2 separate regions of the Mus musculus genome follow, and region 1 is linked to region 2. The links are chromatin contacts, called in public HiChIP or PLAC-seq maps. All regions are on one chromosome and are shown on one strand. Each heading gives the region's core, a stretch centred on a gene start, on an enhancer-like site or on the middle of the called end of the contact. The rest is flanking DNA. Distances are from core to core; before and after follow the strand shown.

Region 1 (4,031 bases), core at 1,214-3,713, 340 kb before region 2:
AAAATACTTTACAGAGTAAAGATTGGGGAAGTGGAGGGGGAAACACAAAAAATTAAACCAAACATGAGCAAATCTCCAGGTTTAGGTTTAACACGTCCCATCAGGGATGAGACCCTGCCCTCTGCTATGGATCTCGAAGCTGGAGCACATAGCAAGCAAAAGGCCAGTAGTGTACAAAGCTCAAAAGGGACCCTGCGTTTGCCCACGAAGGTCCAGGCTGTGGCCTGCTTGCCTCTTATTTGCAGACTAGCTTCTCCTCCCTAAAGACTTCTAGAAATTTCCAGGATGTGTGTGGATGTGTGTGTGTGTTAAGTGTTTATGAAAATAATACTTCCCAAAACAACAACATAAGAAGGCTTTTGCAAATCTGTTTATTAGCAGGCAGCTGGATTCTCTTATCTTCTTTGATCTTATCTCCAGCAGAGCTTCTTTTAGGTGAGAAGAATTGAAAAAAAAAAATCCAGTAATGTCTTAGCTCCACGAGGAAATAGTTTTGACTGAATGTCTTCTGAAAAGGCTACAAACACAAGCAAAGGTTTCTGAAAAGGCTAACACATAGCCCTCTGTGAAGGGACCCAGGACAACCAGTACAGGCGTTGGACTCTCTGAAAAGCAGTTCTCTTTTGGGACAAGAGAAGGTGTCAAAGAAATTATGAACATATGGCATGTTTGTCAGGGGTGTATGGATGCTATTTCCTAATGACGGGAGGCCTGGTCATTCAATTAGAGGGATAAATGTGTCAGCCTGGTAGTGGGCAGGAGAGATTGCTTTCTCCTTAAATAGGCCAGGGGCAGGGGCTACTTAGGGTCCAGTTGTGCAGCATAGGGCACAGTACTCATTAATTCACCTGCTGGCAAAGATATGTGCTGGGTATCTTACCCATGAGGCTGTGACTTCCTCTCCAAATAAGAAGTCAGGAAGTCTGTAAGTGGGGCCTGTGGACTCAGGTCTGTGGATTCTCGTTCTGGACCTGACTTGATCAGCTGTGAATCCTTGGACAAAATATCGTGTGTGTGTGTTTCCACTGGACCTATCTCATCAGCGTCCTGTGGAGCAGACTGAACTAGACATAAAGTACTTACACGGGTGTCTGTCTGTACTGGCTGGTTTTGTGTGCCAACTTGACACAAGCTGGAGTTATCACAGAGAAAGGAGCCTCCCTCGAGGAAATCCAGCTGTAAGGCATTTTCTCAATTATTGATCAAGGGTGGGAGGAGGGCCCATTGTGGGTGGTGCCATCCCTGGGTTCTGTAAGAAAGCAAGCTGAGCAGGCCAGGGGAGGCAAGTCTGTAAGCAGCATTCCTCCATGGCCTCTGCATCAGCTCCTGCCTCCAAGTTCCTGCCCAGTGTGAGTTCTTGATCTGACTTCCTTTGGTGATGAACAGCAATGTGGAAGTGTAAGCTGAATAAACTCTCTCTCTTCCCCATCTTGGACATGATGTTTTGTGTAGGAATACAAACTCTGACAGTGTCTTAAGAAGGGAACTCCACAGAGCCAGGGAGAAGGACCATTACTGATGACATCAGTACTGTCATCCCTCGTGATGACTAGGTCTAGGGTACTCTTGGTACTAATTTATTTGTGAGGGCCTTATGGTTGTATACCATGCCATGTACTGGCACAAGGTGGAGTCCAAAGATAGTGGTAGGCAAAGCAAGCAGGTCTTGTGTTTGTAGAGTCATGCCCTACAGTAGACAAATAGGCCTCTGCCAGACATGCTAATTCTAAGTTAATCTTGCTCACCAGACATCCAGCTAGCACTCAGAAAGTATGGCATGGGGAAGCTGGATTCATTATCCACAAGGGCTAGAGAGATGGTTCAGTGCTTCAGAGCACTTGCTGCTCCTGCAGAGGACCCAGCTTGATTCCCAGCACCCACATGGCAGCCCACAACCACCTGTAACTCTAGCGCCCTCACCTGGCCTCTGTGGGCATTGCATGCACACGGTACACATAACACACAGGCAGACACATACTCAAACACATAAATGTAATCTTTTGAGGGCAAAATTAAACATTACTTTCTTATTTTTAATTGCAACATAACTATTTTTGAGACGATAATGTATTTGAGTAAGTGCATATTCGCACACAGATTATATATGCATATGTAAATAGGCTTATATAATTCTGATGAATATAGCAATTATACAAGAAAAAGAACACAAGAATATTTTGCTATAAGAATGTAAAGATAAATAACTCTGCTTCTCAGAGGTGGGGCAGGTCCATGGGACACGGCTTCAATCACAAAGAAATCCAACATAATAACAATAAAAACAGAAAAGAGGGATACACCCCACACCTCTCCCAGGGACAGCATTTCCGGAGGAAGTCCTTCCTAGGCCCGAATCTTGTCTGGCTCCGCCTCCTTGGCCAATCGCAACTCCTCTACTTGTCGGGGGCGGGGATTTACCATCCACCTGGGACGTACCCTGGTTGCTGGGGCAACAGCGTCCTGAAGACTTGGCTCATGCCTGCTTCTGGGACCCAGCGGCCAGGTCTGCAGCAGGAGAGTTGGCGGCTGAGTTGGTGACCACCAAGCCGGGTAAGGAGGGGGAGCGCGCGGGGCCCGGAGGACCAGGGCAGTGCGGGGCTGTGAGGAGCGAAACGAGGGGCGCGGGGGAGCGCGCGGGCGGCGGGCCCCGCGGGAGGTTCGGTCTCCGATTTCTCCTGGCTTGCAGCGTTCCTTACCCTGCTCATTTGCGCCCCACCTAGATCCTGAACACAACGTTCTCTGCTTAGTCCTGAGGAGGACTTGGGTGAAAGACCTGTTAACCACACAAGTAGCAAGTAGCAAAGGCAGAACCGCCTCACTCTGCTTCCAGGCAAACGCTGCCTTCCACAGCCATGTTCTATATCAGTTAACCCCATTGCCCACATTCCATATGAAAGAAAGCACTTCGTGAAATGTTCTAAGCTTTCAGGCTGAAGGCTGGCCCCCCAGTTCACCCTTCCACTCCCTTTTCTTTCCCTCCTAAAAAAAAAAAAAAAGTTTTGTTTTATTTATTTTTAGAAGGTCTCACTATGTAGCCCTGGGTAGCCTAAAACTTGCTGTGTAGACCAGGCTGGCCTTAACCTCACAGAAATGACCTTCCTCCTCCTGAAAATATTTACTTTCCACAAGTCTGCCTCTTCCAAAGGGCTTCTATATCACCCTGGGGAAAACACCTATTTCTCTTAAATTGTATCTATCCTTGAATAGTGAACTTAGAGAAATACGGTAAATAAATCCTATCTTTACAAACCACACTTCATTTTGGTCTTTAATCCGTTGCCTTCAGTTCAATAAACATTTCTTTGCCTAAGCTCCAGGGAGTGGAAAACGAACCTGCCGTTGGCTCCTTGGGTGTATGTGAATGGGTGTTTTCTGTCCAGCCTATGAATGGGAGGAAAAAGAATTCACTGGAGTCATCTGTGTGTTGGCTTTATTTACGTTCATTTTCGTGCTTGGTTTAAGGTAGGAATTTTTTTTTTAATTTAGAAGAAATGCTTACTGAAGCTGGACATGGTGGTGTACACATGCAATCCCAGAATTTGAGAGACCGAGGCAGGAGGATCTCAAGTTATAGCCTGAGCTACCTGAAACCCTGTCTCAAAATGAAGAAACCCACAAAGCTTACCTTATATTTGTTATCTTGCATGCTAATTTTATTTGCACTTCTACTTTGTATTCTGTGTCCCCCACCCATTTCCAGCCATACAGAAGTTGAGCACCTATGCTGTGACCCTGACAGCTAATCAGCACCCCCAAATAGAACCAGTTCTGCAGACCTGTTCAGCCACTTGATGCTAATGAAGTAATTACTCTAATAAAGCTACCTCATTGGTCTGTAGCAAGCTCATAGAGCAAGGGTTCTCAACCCGGGGGTTGCATATCAGATACTCTGCATATAGATATTATCCAGGCTGGTTGTGGGTCAACTTGACACAAGTTAGAATCGTCAAGAGAGGAAGGTGCTTCAGTTGAGGAAAGGCCCCCATGACAGCTAGCTGTAGGGCATTTTCTTAATTTTCGATCAGAGGCAG
Region 2 (4,085 bases), core at 167-2,666:
CTGAGGAAGAGACATGAAAAACATTGTGCTAAGAAGTCAGAGTTCCTCTCCCAAACTCCCTCACTCCCCCCCCCCCACACACACACAACACATCTCACAAATCGATTGGTTGCACAGGCGAAGAAAAAAATCTCAAAGCCCTACAGCTGAGAGAAGACAAAATAAGGCGTGGTAACAAGGTCCCCCAAATTAAACTACATGGCCAGGAGCAACCAGGGAAAGAAAATGCATGCAGTGGCCAGGGTAGGAGCCTATGGGGACACAGTAGAGGCCAGAGTTCCACGTTTTCCTCCTTGATTCCATCTGCATAACGTGGAAATGGATCCCTTGCCTTAGTCTCCAAACCATTGCCCTAAGCCCACGGGAAGTCTGGCTAGCAGCAGGAGCCGAGACACATGACTTTAACCTTCTGGGGCCTTGGAGGTGGCTGCAAAAGTGTGTGCTGGGGGCAGGGAGGAAGAAAGAGCCAGCGTGGATGGGAACCGCTGGGCGCAACACTGCACAGGCAGAGTGGACAAAAAGCTAAAACTCTAGTCTTTGAATCTGGAGAGCAGGAGAAAACAGGAGCTCTTATTGGTGGTTGTCAAGGAGATGGGCCTTGGGGTTTGCTGAACTTCTTCAGTGTCCTGCCTCCCTCCGGAGCTGAGAGAGGCCATTGAGTGCCCGCCAGGCCTCAAGGCCGAGGGGTCAGGTGTAGACCCCGAGCTGGGGGAGGATCTGGGCTAGGGAGACCGCGACGCCACGGTTCTCCCGCCTCGCTGGGCCTGTCACCCGAGGATCTGGGCTTCGCAGAGCAACAAGAGCCTGGGTAGAGAGAGGTCACTCAATCCGGCCTGGTCGCGCGTCCATTCACTGGGAGAACGGTTCTAGGCGCGACACGCGCCTGTCCAAGACAAACACTCCTATAACCATTGTCCTTCGGGGCAGTACTGAAAAGTTCCTTTGATTTTGTACGCAAATTCTGAAGCTATCGTCCAGAGCTTTCACTGCTGACTAGTGTGTGGCTGTCCCCAGCGGCACTTGGCATCCAGTAGCGGCTCAATAAATTCCTATGTATTGGCTGCGTGCTCTTAGCATCTTCTTCACCATCCCTGGGTGCCTCTGGGCCTTTCTTCACCTCTACTCCCCCAACAGAGTGTGTGCATATCTGAAGGGAAACAGACACCCTGGACCTCGGGGATCAGCACACAAAGAGGGACTGGGGAAGAGCAGCCTGCGGCCCAGTCCAGGCCCCGGGTGACACCCTGTACCGCGACCCCAGCTCTCTCGGCTCCCACCCCCCACCTGCCGCCGGCCCCGGGAGAGGAGGCGGGCCCAGACGCCCGCAGGCCACGCCACCCGACGCCCACTGGACGGCCTCCCGCGGAGCTCCGCCCCCCACGGCCGCGGGCCAATGAGCGCGCGGCTGTCAGCTTGTCCTGCGCGCCGGCTATGTGGCTGGGAGCCGGAGCGGTAGCGGAGCTCGCTGCAGACAGGAGCGCTCGCGGAGCGGTCGCTCCGAGCGTCCCGTGCCCCGCACGCCAGCACCCGGCGCGGCCCGCAGCGAGCATGGGCGCGGCGGCCGTGCGCTGGCACTTGTACCTACTGCTCGCTCTGGGAGCGCGCGGGCGGCTGGTGGGGGGCAGCGGGCTGCCAGGTAAGCGCGAGGACCCAGGGGGATGAGGGCGCGCGGGGTCCTACAGGCTGCCACCCCGCGCCGTCGGAGGCCGCCCAGCGCCGGATCCTGCCTCCTTGCAAAGTAACTTCTGCGATCGCCCGGGGCGCCCGGGGCCGGCGGGGGCGGGGTGGACTGAGGCCCCGGGAGGGGAAGCGGGAGGCCAGAGGAAGAAAGGAAGCGCGACGGCCGCCTGCGGGGCCCGGCATGCGTACGGAGACGGGCGGGGACCCCCGAACCGAGAGCGGCGCTCCCCCGGGGCCAAGGACTGGGCAGCTGCCGCGTAGGAGATACCCGGAGGTGGTCAGAAAGGACGCGCTGAGACTGGAGGGAAGGTGGGAAGATAGAGGGACAGACGGACAGGAGCCGAGGCGTAGTGGGAACAGACAAAAGGGCCCAGGAAGAAGCCCTCAGAAAGACAGCCGCGGGAGGGAAGAGGGGAGAGGAGGCAAGGGAGGGGAGCGAGGAGGCAGTGGACAGCGGAATGGAGAAAGGCAGATCAAAGGACAGAGAGGAGGAGACAGATGGACACCAGACAGAGAGACGGGAGGACTCGGAGGGGCGTCGCCGAGGGAGGGGGCCGAGTGAGAGAGGAAGGATGGAGATGTCTGGGAAGAGATGGACAGATGGACTGTCAGACAGGAGGGGGAGAAAAGACGGACAGACGTAGGGAAGGAGGTGGATGAGAACACGAATAACAGAACAGACATCAGAGAGAGGGGGCCGGAGGCACAGGCACAGCCTTTGGTCCAGGCAGAAGGAACTGCTAGGTGGGGGTGTCCCTCCGTGATCTGAGTTTCCCGGAAGGGGCTTCCGGGCAAAGCTGCACACCGAGTCTCTCTTTTCACATTCTTCCTTGTTCTCCTTGGAGAGGGCGAGGAGGTTCCTGCCTGTCTTGCTCTCCGGAGAGTCCCACAGAGATCCAGTGCTAGGGAGTTTATGCTAGTCCATGCTACTCCATTGGCGCTGAGTTTTCTTCCATGCGCCCATTCCAGAAGCTGGGTCCTGTTGAGGATACTAGACAGTCCGTGGGCATTTCTCCCAGGTGTTGGGGGTCCTCACTTTTGTGGGACTATCCTGTGTACCTCTCCCTTCCTCTCTGTCCCTCCTAGTGTCTATCCTCTTCTGCCTTTCCTTACCCTCTGTGGAAGTCTGGTGACTCTGGAGCCCTAACAGCTGAATAAGAAAACCAGAGTTGAAGTGAGCAGCCTATATCTGAGGGTTGCACAGGGATCTGCAGTCTGGCTCAGCCAGGCTACCTTGCTTCCAGGCCAAGTTTATAGTTTGAAAGGCAGACAGCCCCAGCCACCCCTTCCCAAGTTCTGTGTTCCATCCTATGTAGGTGCGAGATAGAAGGGACCCCAGAACCCCAGGAAACTTCCTGACCCTCACTCTCATTCCCTGACCATTAGGAAGTGGAAAGATGAGCCGCTCTTAGAGGTGTCCCATATGGTCTGGCCATCTCTGGCATCCTACCCTTGAAGTAGTGGGTCCCTCAGTGACCAGCTCTCCAGAGAGCCCCTCCCTCTGGCCTCCCTACTGGCCTTGGCTTGTGCTCTCTGGTTTACTATACTGCTTGGTTCTTGCCTCCTGCCTCTGAGCAACTGCAGAGGTGGACCACACACTTGAGCAGAGGTTGCTAGCCTCAGGAGGGATGCTACATGTGTGTACATGTGTGTATCTGCCTTTTGCATGTGTTTTCATGTGCAGGGAAGACTCTCATGTGCTTCTTTCCAATGCCTCTCTCCCCTCTGGTGAGCCGGTATCAGGGAGTCTGGAGTAAAGAAGAGGGGTGGAGCACAGAGCTAGAGCCCAGGGTCCAGCCAGAAGATAAAAAAAATTCAAAGTGGACATTATTGAGTGAGGCCAGATGGATAAAGAGATGGGGACATTTGGAGCTTCCCAGGGGGACTGTCCTCAGGGCAGCTGCTGAAAGTCCCTTGTCTGCTCACCTGAGTCCTTCCGCCTGTCCATCTGTGTGGTGCTCCCAGCCAGCGGGAAGGAGGGGGATGCCCAGACGAGCTCATTCTAGGATGGAGCCTAAGCCAGTAAACAAGCAAGTGAAGGGGTGGAAAGGGACAGAGAGAGAGAGAGAGAGAGAGAGAGAGAGAGAGAGAGAGAGAGAGAGAGAGAGAGAGAGCAGCTTTCTGGATTTATGTGCTAGTGACAGGAGGGAGGGTGCACCAGAGCCCTCTGAGCCTGGATGATGCTGAAGGTCTAGAGGCTGAGCTATGAGTACTGGCTATCTGAAGCCTGGGTTGGCAGAGGGAAAGAAAGGCAGATCCATAGACTCTACTCTGGGTTGGAGCCTAGGGGATGATCCTTCCCACAGTTCCACTGCCTCGGGATCTCACATCTAGGTTATCGGCAGCCTCCTTGGGTGGCCTCTGCTTGGTACCTGTACACCATTCTGCCTTAGTTTTCCAATCTG

The links. HiChIP or PLAC-seq counts read pairs in DNA pulled down with a chosen protein or histone mark.
Region 1: a contact with region 2 is called in an H3K4me3 HiChIP or PLAC-seq map of embryonic forebrain, with 5 times the contacts expected there. The contact joins the promoter of Efcab6 here to the promoter of Scube1 in region 2. A contact is called at or near these places in 14 of 39 promoter capture datasets (the 3T3-L1 cell line, 3T3-L1-derived adipocytes, cranial neural crest and 8 more), 11 of 115 datasets of contacts at active chromatin or transcription factors (astrocytes, embryonic basal ganglia, embryonic forebrain and 6 more) and 1 of 9 other capture datasets (embryonic stem cells).

Annotation. Positions count from the first base shown.
Region 1 is chr15:84,063,781-84,067,811 of GRCm38.p6, reverse strand. It overlaps Efcab6 (EF-hand calcium binding domain 6), which reads left to right and starts at 2,463. Exons shown (of 32, transcript NM_029946.4): 1 at 2,463-2,550.
Region 2 is chr15:83,722,370-83,726,454 of GRCm38.p6, reverse strand. It overlaps Scube1 (signal peptide, CUB domain, EGF-like 1), which reads left to right and starts at 1,416. Exons shown (of 22, transcript NM_022723.3): 1 at 1,416-1,636. The coding sequence starts at 1,549.